Regions from separate parts of the Gossypium hirsutum genome. Here region 1 is linked to region 2. Evidence: chromatin contacts called from public Hi-C data. All regions are on one chromosome and are shown on one strand. Each heading gives the region's core, a stretch centred on a gene start, on an enhancer-like site or on the middle of the called end of the contact. The rest is flanking DNA. Distances are from core to core; before and after follow the strand shown.

Evidence for each region. Hi-C and Micro-C count contacts between places; a contact is called where the count stands out from the background.
Region 1: a contact with region 2 is called in a Hi-C map of leaf, with 2.6 times the contacts expected there. The contact joins the enhancer-like site here to the promoter of LOC107945341 in region 2. A contact is called at or near these places in 5 of 34 Hi-C or Micro-C datasets (callus, leaf and seedling).

Annotation. Positions count from the first base shown.
Region 1 is chrD12:26,797,030-26,801,334 of Gossypium_hirsutum_v2.1, reverse strand. LOC107945343 (a long non-coding RNA gene) reads right to left here. Exons shown (of 5, transcript XR_001696513.2): 4 at 4,199-4,305; 5 at 3,525-4,087. Among protein-coding and RNA genes, the nearest start is that of LOC107945343, 3.8 kb to the right of the region's middle. Within about 2 kb of position 2,149, at least 3 of the 9 cell types and tissues checked have an H3K27ac peak or open chromatin away from gene starts, as enhancers often do. A contact at or near this core is called in leaf, where this site is marked.
Region 2 is chrD12:26,622,466-26,626,673 of Gossypium_hirsutum_v2.1, reverse strand. It overlaps LOC107945341 (AP2-like ethylene-responsive transcription factor ANT), which reads left to right and starts at 1,686. Exons shown (of 9, transcript XM_041106613.1): 1 at 1,686-2,896; 2 at 2,998-3,658; 3 at 3,846-3,928; 4 at 4,062-4,070; 5 at 4,171-4,208. The coding sequence starts at 2,581.

The DNA.
Region 1 (4,305 bases), core at 900-3,399, 170 kb before region 2:
GAATTTTTACTCATAAAAGCCCTTTTTATTATTAAAGTAAATATATTTTACCTAAAGTAAAGTTATTTAAAAAAGTATAAACTAATTCGCATTTTATGTATTATTTTGGTAATTTGATAAGAATAGTTTATTAAATAAAAAAATTTACTAATTTTGGTGAGAATAGTTTATAATTATAATTTATTTTTTCTATTTGAGTTACATTTATGGGTGATCAGTTTTATTATTACATTTATGGGTTACATTTATAATTATAATTTCCTAATTCGCATATTATGTATTATTTTGGTAATTTGATGAGAATAGTTTATTAAATAAAAAAATTTACTAAATTTAATAAGAATAGTTTATAATTATAATTTATTTTTTTATTTGGGTTACATTTATGGGTGAGAGGATTCCTCACTTCTTTCTCTCATTCAAAACCGTGCATGAGATGATAAAAGTAAAGAAGAACCAGAAGTAATAATAAAACTGATCACTTATAAATGTAACCCAAATAGAAAAAATAAATTATAATTATAAACTATTCTCATCAAATTTAGTAAAAATTTTTTATTTAATAAACTATTCTCATCAAATTACCAAAATAATACATAAAATGCGAATTAGTTTATACTTTTTTAAATAGCTTTATTTTAGGTAAAATATATTTACTTTAATAATAAAATAAAGGGCTTTTATGAGTAAAAATCATAGATTAAGAGCTTATTTAACTACAAAAATAGGTTGAGGGCTTATTTATTAAATAAAAAAAGTGAGTTGAAGGGGAATAAAAAGAAAATAATAAATAAGGAGGGCTTAGAAGGCAATTAGCCAAGTTTCAGCTTTGGCGCTGACACACCCACAGGCGACATCAATTCACTTTCAAAATTCAAAATGATAAATTTACATGTCAGGTCCTTAAAACTACAGATAGTTACATTTTAGTCCTGTGCCACCAATGGGAATGGCACCACCGGTGCCGCCAATGAGAAAGGCACCACTGGTGCCCCCATTCCATTACCCTCCTTCAGCCGTCTTTTTTTTGTATTATTTTGGTAAATAAATTTTTTTGTATATTATTTTGATATTTTTTTTATATTTTTTTGTATTATTTTAGTAAAAAACCCTATTATAATAAAGGTTAGTACCAGTAAAATCTTCTAAAAGTGGTTTAATTTTTTTTCTTATACGCAATGCTTATAACTACACACTGTCCTTCTCCAATTTATAAATAGAAGAATAATGCGCTTCAGCGTATTCGAACCCTCACATCCTCCTATATTGGTAATAATGCCCATGCCAATCGAGCTAAAACTCAATTGACGAATATTTTTCATTCTTAAAACGTTATTTGTGGAATTAATTTTTTTTACAAGTAATGTATCAAATATTTTTTTGTATAAATACATAAAAAATCATACATCCATATTATCAATTATTTCTCCATATAATAATTAAATATCATAAATTTATATTATACTAATATGGGGGCTAAATTAGCTGAATATGCCGAAAAAAAATTTAATTGGCCAAATAAGCCGTTTTTTTTAATTTAGGGAAATAGATCGTTTTTGAAGAGAGAGTATGAAAGCGCGTCCAATTGAGTACACTTTTCCTGACATGTCAACAGGAAAGCTCGTCTAGCTAAGCATGCTTTCACACACTCTCTCCAAAAACAGCCTATTTCCCTAAATTAAAAAAAACAACCTATTTGATTAATTAACTTTTATTTTCGACATGATTTATTAATTTAGCCCTAATATGTGATCTGAAATAATGTGTTTAGACATGGTACTTTCAACCCAAAAAGTAAGCTTAATTCAATCTCCCCAAAAATAGGGACCGTTTAATTCAATTTTAGGGGCTTCCAAGACCTATGATATTAATTGATGGATTGAATGGAATTGTAAGACAGAGTGTGATTTGAGCCTATTTTATGAAATAACACTATAATGTTTCCTTTCGTTTTAAGTTGTTTATTAAACCCATTTCTTTTATTTAAAAATATTAATTTGGGGTCCTTTATTATTTTAATGTGTTGGTAAGCCCACTTCATTGATTTAAATCACTAGGCACTTTTTATTTCAATACTTTGCTCCGCCCATTTAAAGCATTTTGTGCTTTCTATTTTTGGTTTCAACATTTGGGCTTACTATATGAGAATTAGTTTTTGGCAGCGGGGTTTACGCTGCTTAGCCCCATCATCCATAAGAGAGATAGGGCTAGTTCTTTATTGCTTTTGAGAAGTGCTTTTGAAAAAATTTGAGTGTTTGGTATTACTGTCAAAAGTCCTCTTGAAGAACAAAATGTCCATTGTAGATATGATATTATAAAGTAACAAATATGTATTTAAATAATGTTCAAATTAGTTAATATTATGATATTTTAGCAAAAATATAAAAAATAATTTATTATAACTTATTGTTAATAATTTAATATATAATATTAATTTTAAATATTTCTAAGTAATTAATATTAATTATTTATAAAATTTAATTAGAATATATAAACTATATTTAAATATTTAAATATAAAAATTAAATATTTTTAATTAGATATTGACACAATTGTATTATTATAAAAATTATTTTTTATTTTTAATTAATACTTTTAACACATTTGTATTATTTTGTTTTAAAATGTATTTGAATATATAACTCATATTATATATAAACATAACATAGAAAACATAAACCTAACAAATTAAAATATTACATATATTTGGATTAAAGTTTTAAAAAGGGATAATATTTATATACCAAATATAAATACTAAAACTTTTACAATAGCATTTACAATTTAAAGTGAATTCATTAAACTAGAAGCTATAACATCTCTTGTTAATTCCATTTCAAAACCACTTGAATTGTTTGATTCACCGTCATCATCACCATCACCATCGTCGTCGTCATCATCATCACTTTCTCGACCATGCACATTTTCTGAATCAATAATATAGGTTACCGCATGTGCTAGGATTGATCCAATCAATGAGCAAAGAAAAAAAAACCAGGTTTTGAATATTTGATGTAACACTAAAATTAAACAAACATAATACTATCTAACTAAAATCTAAAATCTAATTACTAAAACCCAATATTAAACTTAGTAATTCACTTAAAAAGAGCCTAAAACTAAGTGTGAATTTAACTCTAAAACATATATTAATTAAACACCTATCAATTTCGTTCCATTCCAACTGTCATTGTAATGTAATGTTATAATGTTTTTGTTCTAATATATGACAATGCACATTGTTTGTCATATTTTTGTTCCGATTTAATGCACACTACCATTTTAGTGTAATGTTTGCCAATAATTGTTTCAAAATGATATGAACTTTGGACCAAAAGAAAAAAAAATTATATAAACAACAATTAAATAGAAAGCCGAAAAAATTAATTGAATTTGGTTCGTTTCGGTTAATTATTTTAACAGAAAAAAGCTCAATTCAACTAACAGTTTAGTTAATTATAGTTCAATTAGCAATGGATCGAACTAACTATTTCATCACCCCTTAGATTAAATGTTTGAGAATATAAAACAAAATACTTAGAATTATTAAATATTATATCCAGAAATCATATATACAGGGAGACTACTATGCCATTCATCTTGTAATTGCTTCAAACGCAAGGAAGACCTAATTCTTTCACCTTTCTCCTATTCTAAAAGAAAACATAGTTTCAATTGAACAGTTTAGCGTGCAATGGATACTAAGATGCTAATTTGAGGGTAAAATATGGAATGCCCATATTGTAATCTGTGGTGTTTTATTAACTACTGATATCTTTAATAGCATAAAGCTAACAATCCAAGGTCAAGGCGAGGCTTTCAAGGCAGCTTTTCCTAGTTTACCTCTGAGCAAGTGACGGATCGTAGGGTGCTCCCCAAACTGAGCTAGGGACAGTTTGACTATCGGTTGCAGCAATAACAGCTGGAACATTAGTACTATTACCAAAAGGGATTAGGCCCTCTATTGGCCCAAGACCCGTCTGCATTACAGGCCGACTGTAGCCATTAAAAAAGGTGGTGCCACCTTGAAAAGGTGGTGCTTATGAAGGATCAGGATTCATGTAGCCACCGACATATGGTACCGTTCCTATTTTTGTTAAAGAACACAACATCAGTGTAAGTGTTAACAGAGGGAAAATGTAGGAGAAAAAGAAAAGAAGCAACCAGATTGTGTCCCAATATAGGAAAATAAAGTTACCATGCATTTTCTTCTCAGCACTCAAGACTTCAGCGCGTAGCTTTTCAACTTCTTATCCCATCCGGATTAGATTCTTCTCCATAGCTTGCATTTGCTCCACCTGCTCT
Region 2 (4,208 bases), core at 437-2,936:
TGAATTCGTTGAAGGAACAACGATTTAGCTTTTAATTTTAAAACAGAACCATTAGCATTCAAGTCAAATGAGCATTTAATGCTCCCAAAACAAACAATGATTTTCGACTTAACACGTCTGCAACCACATTAGCTTTTCCCAGATGATAATCAACAACTAGATCATAATCTTTCAACAATTCGAGCCATTGTCGTTGCCTCAAGTTTAATTCTTTTTGAGTCATCAAATATTTCAGGCTTTTATGATCGGTATAAACTTGACATCTCTCACTGTACAAGTAATGTTGCCAAGTCTTCAAAGTGAAGACAATCGTAGCCAATTCTAGACCGTGAGTCAAGTAATTTTACAAGTATCCTTAGAAAGACAAGAAATGATGACCAAAAATAGACTCAATTATCCTTTTAAGTTAAAAAAAAAAAACCCCTTCAACTACTTCAAAACTTACTAAGTTATCACGCACTCACTCACGCAAAAAGTTGCGTGAATCATAACTTTACACGTATACCTAAACAATAATGAGAGTGACAGTTTTATTGAGAACCCAATAAATGTATCGTAATATGCCACACGCTTCAGTAGCCTTATCATTAAACACATAAATATATATACATGAATTTTTTTTAACCCGCCATAAATGAAATAAAATTAAAAAATTCAATGATTCAAAATTCAAAATTTTAAATTTCAAAAAGTAACTAATAAAAATAAAAACAAAAACAAAAACATACATAAAATACATAGTACTTCAACGCGAACTTCAATCACCTATCTAAACCATTGCCATCTACAACTACACTGTGAACTTCCCCAACAAGTTCGCAAAGGTTAGTGTTTGACCTTCTCTCGCCTAGGGGGAATTGTTGTACCTTACATAAATAACCTTATGGACCTTATAGCGTACCCAAACGAGACCTGACACGTGTTTCCCAATCGAATGAACATTCCAGCGAACTATGCATAGTTGACTTATGAACCAGCAAACCTTGAAGTAACTTGCGAACCTTGAGACTAAGTGTCTCCCCTAAGACCATGTGAGGCCCATGTGAAGTTCAAGGTTATTGATTGTCAGTTGTCATAAGACGTCTTATCTTAGGACGTAGCATTGTCGTCATTGCTAGAAGTATCAAATAAAACTTTCGTGTCAATAGCCTTAAGACACGTAACAAGCTTGTCTCCTCCCACCGTAAAAGGACCATGCAAACAACTTATACACTCTCACGTACACACTACTTCTCCTTCAAATTCAAACTTTCTTACCTGAAATTCTCCTTCCTCATCTCTACCCAAGTGCTCCTCCTTACAAACCTCTACCTACTTCCACATGTTAATCTAACGATTAATAGAGTATTATTTTGTACACATGTTTTAATATACAAGTTAAACAATAAAATAATTCAATTAGTAATGTTTAACCACTCTTATGATTTATTTTTAGCAAAGAGAAGAAAAAAATTTTACTTATTGTGAAGAGATCTTATTTTTACAAAATTTTTTTTTATTTTTCTAATTATAAACTTAAATTTGTATTGATTATTTTTTATTTTAAGTCTAACTATAATACATATATATTAAATAAACTTTTCCTCAATGTTATTACACTAATAACAAATGACGCACTAGTGTTGAATTTTGGCACACCAAGAAAGATGTTAGTAGTGTTTATTTCCGTAAGTGGAAAGCTTTGTAAGTTTTGATTTAGTGAGATCTCTTACGGAAAAAGCAAAAATGATTATTACTAAATTATTTTAAGACAAGCATCTGATTAAAAGCGGAAAAAAATACTACAGATATAGAGACGTATTTAGCTAGCTTTTGTTTTGGATACTTGAAAAAGAGCATTACTGTTAAGGGCTTACGTCCCAATCCTGGCAAGTGTTTAAAGAGACAAGAACGAAAAGAGGAGTTTGTTTATAACTGATGGATAATTTGGGAGAGTATCCAACAGGGTCATAAGTAGAACTACAGCCACTAGCATCTTGTCTTTGGGTGGCACCATGTTTCATTCAGGAATATAGTTCTTATTTAATCTTTTTTTATTTTTTTAAGTCTTAATGTGGTTTGGGGTCTTTAAAAGGAAAAGAGAGGAATGAATAAAAAAGGGGGAAATGCAACAAAGAGCGTAGGGTAAAGCAAAAGAAAGGAGAGGTCTTTCTCATATACAGATCCCTATGGAATGCAGGAACGATGCCCAGCATTAGCTTGCTGGAACTCTTTTCTTTCTTTTTTGTTTAGTTTAAAAGAAAGGAACTTGCTTTGTCTCTCTTTAGAAATGTTTACAGTGAGTGAGAGAGAGAGAGAGAGAGAGGGCCTCATGCATATAGAATAGATTCAGTCACAGGAGTTCTGAATTTGTTTTAGATGAGTTCTTAGATTTGGTCAAATTACTTTTGCAGCTACAAAACAAAAATCCTTAGTTTTTTTTTTCATTTCCTTTAAAAAAATTAGAGTGAAGCAAGGAAATGGTCGTTTTTTTTATGATTAAGTTATTTGTTTCCCAATGATTGAGTTGTTCCTGCAGTGAGAGGAAGTTCCCAACTTGCTTAGAATCATTACTGGGTTCCAAAGCAGCCGCATAAGAAAATGAAGTCCATAAGCAATGATGATAACAATAAAAATGCAAACTGGTTAGGTTTTTCTCTCTCTCCAAACATGAAAATGGAGGTTAGCAATCAAGAAGCTCACAACTATACACAGTCTGCTTCAGCTTCAGCTGCCGGTGTTACTACAGCAGTTCCATCAAGCTTTTTCCAATCTCCTTCTCATCTTAATTATGGACTTTATTATGGAGTTGAAGGAGAAAATGGTGGCTTCTATTCTCACTTTCCTGTCATGCCACTTAAGTCAGATGGGTCTCTTTGTCTAATGGAAGCTCTTGGCAGGTCTCAGCAACCACAAGGTATTTGGGTTCAATATTCTTTTTTCTTTTGTGCTTTTGGGGAATATACTAGTATTTTTCTTAAACTTCAGTTTTTTTTTTCTTTGGCTTTTGGTGTGAAGCAATGGTTCCTACTTCAACTCCAAAACTGGAGGATTTCTTTGGGGCTGCAACCATGGGGACCCATCACTATGAAAGCAGTGACAGAGAAACTATGGCTCTAAGTTTAGACAGTATGTATTACAATCAAAATCCAAATCAAGAACACAACAACCAGAATTGCTTAGACCACCTGCAACAGTCCTCAAGGCAGACGCACCACCAACAGCAGCTTCAGGTTCAACAGTATCAATACTACTCTGGATATAGGAACCAAGAAATGTTACTAGGAGAGGAAGCTAAAGAAACCCATGTTACAGATTGCAATCTTCAGGCCCCAACAATGGCAGATGATGGTAAGCAGTGGGTTTCAAGAAACTACTCCACTGAACATGCAATGCATCAGAAGATGATTGGTTGCATGGGTGATAATGGAGCAGAATCCGGCTCTATTGGTGCAATAGCATATGGAGATTTGCAGTCTTTGAGTTTGTCAATGAGCCCTGGTTCACAATCAAGCTGTGTGACTGGTTCACAGCAAATCTCGCCTTCTGGAACTGACTATGCTGCAGTCCTGGAAACCAAGAAAAGAGGGCCTGAGAAGGTAGATCAGAAGCAAATTGTCCATAGGAAATCCATTGATACCTTTGGTCAAAGAACCTCTCAGTATAGAGGTGTCACAAGGTAAGTGTTTTCCTTTTATCTTTTAATTCTGTCTGTCTTATATGATTTCCCCAAAACTAATTTGTTTTTAATCAATCTTTACATTTTAACTAAAAAAGCTTTTCTTTTTTTAGAAATGGAAGTTTTTAACTGAAAAAAAAAAGCTTCATTTTTATCTGTTCTTGGTTTTGTTGTGTTTACCACTCAGACATAGATGGACGGGTAGATATGAAGCCCATCTATGGGACAACAGTTGCAAGAAGGAAGGACAGAGCAGGAAAGGAAGACAAGGTTAGCTTCCTGCAATAAGTATACTCGCTATTTTTAGTTTTTTTCTTTTTTATTTCTTGAGCTGACTTTTTTTTTTAATTATTTTTATGATTGGGGTTTTTGATTCTAATGGAATGATGATGATTCTCCACAGTTTATTTAGGTAAGCTCTTCTGACACTATTAATACTTATCAAAGTATATTATTATGTTTGAAACAGTCATATGTTGAATGGCAAGTCATTCCAAAATCTTAATTTGTAGGGGGTTATGACATGGAGGAGAAAGCTGCAAGAGCATAT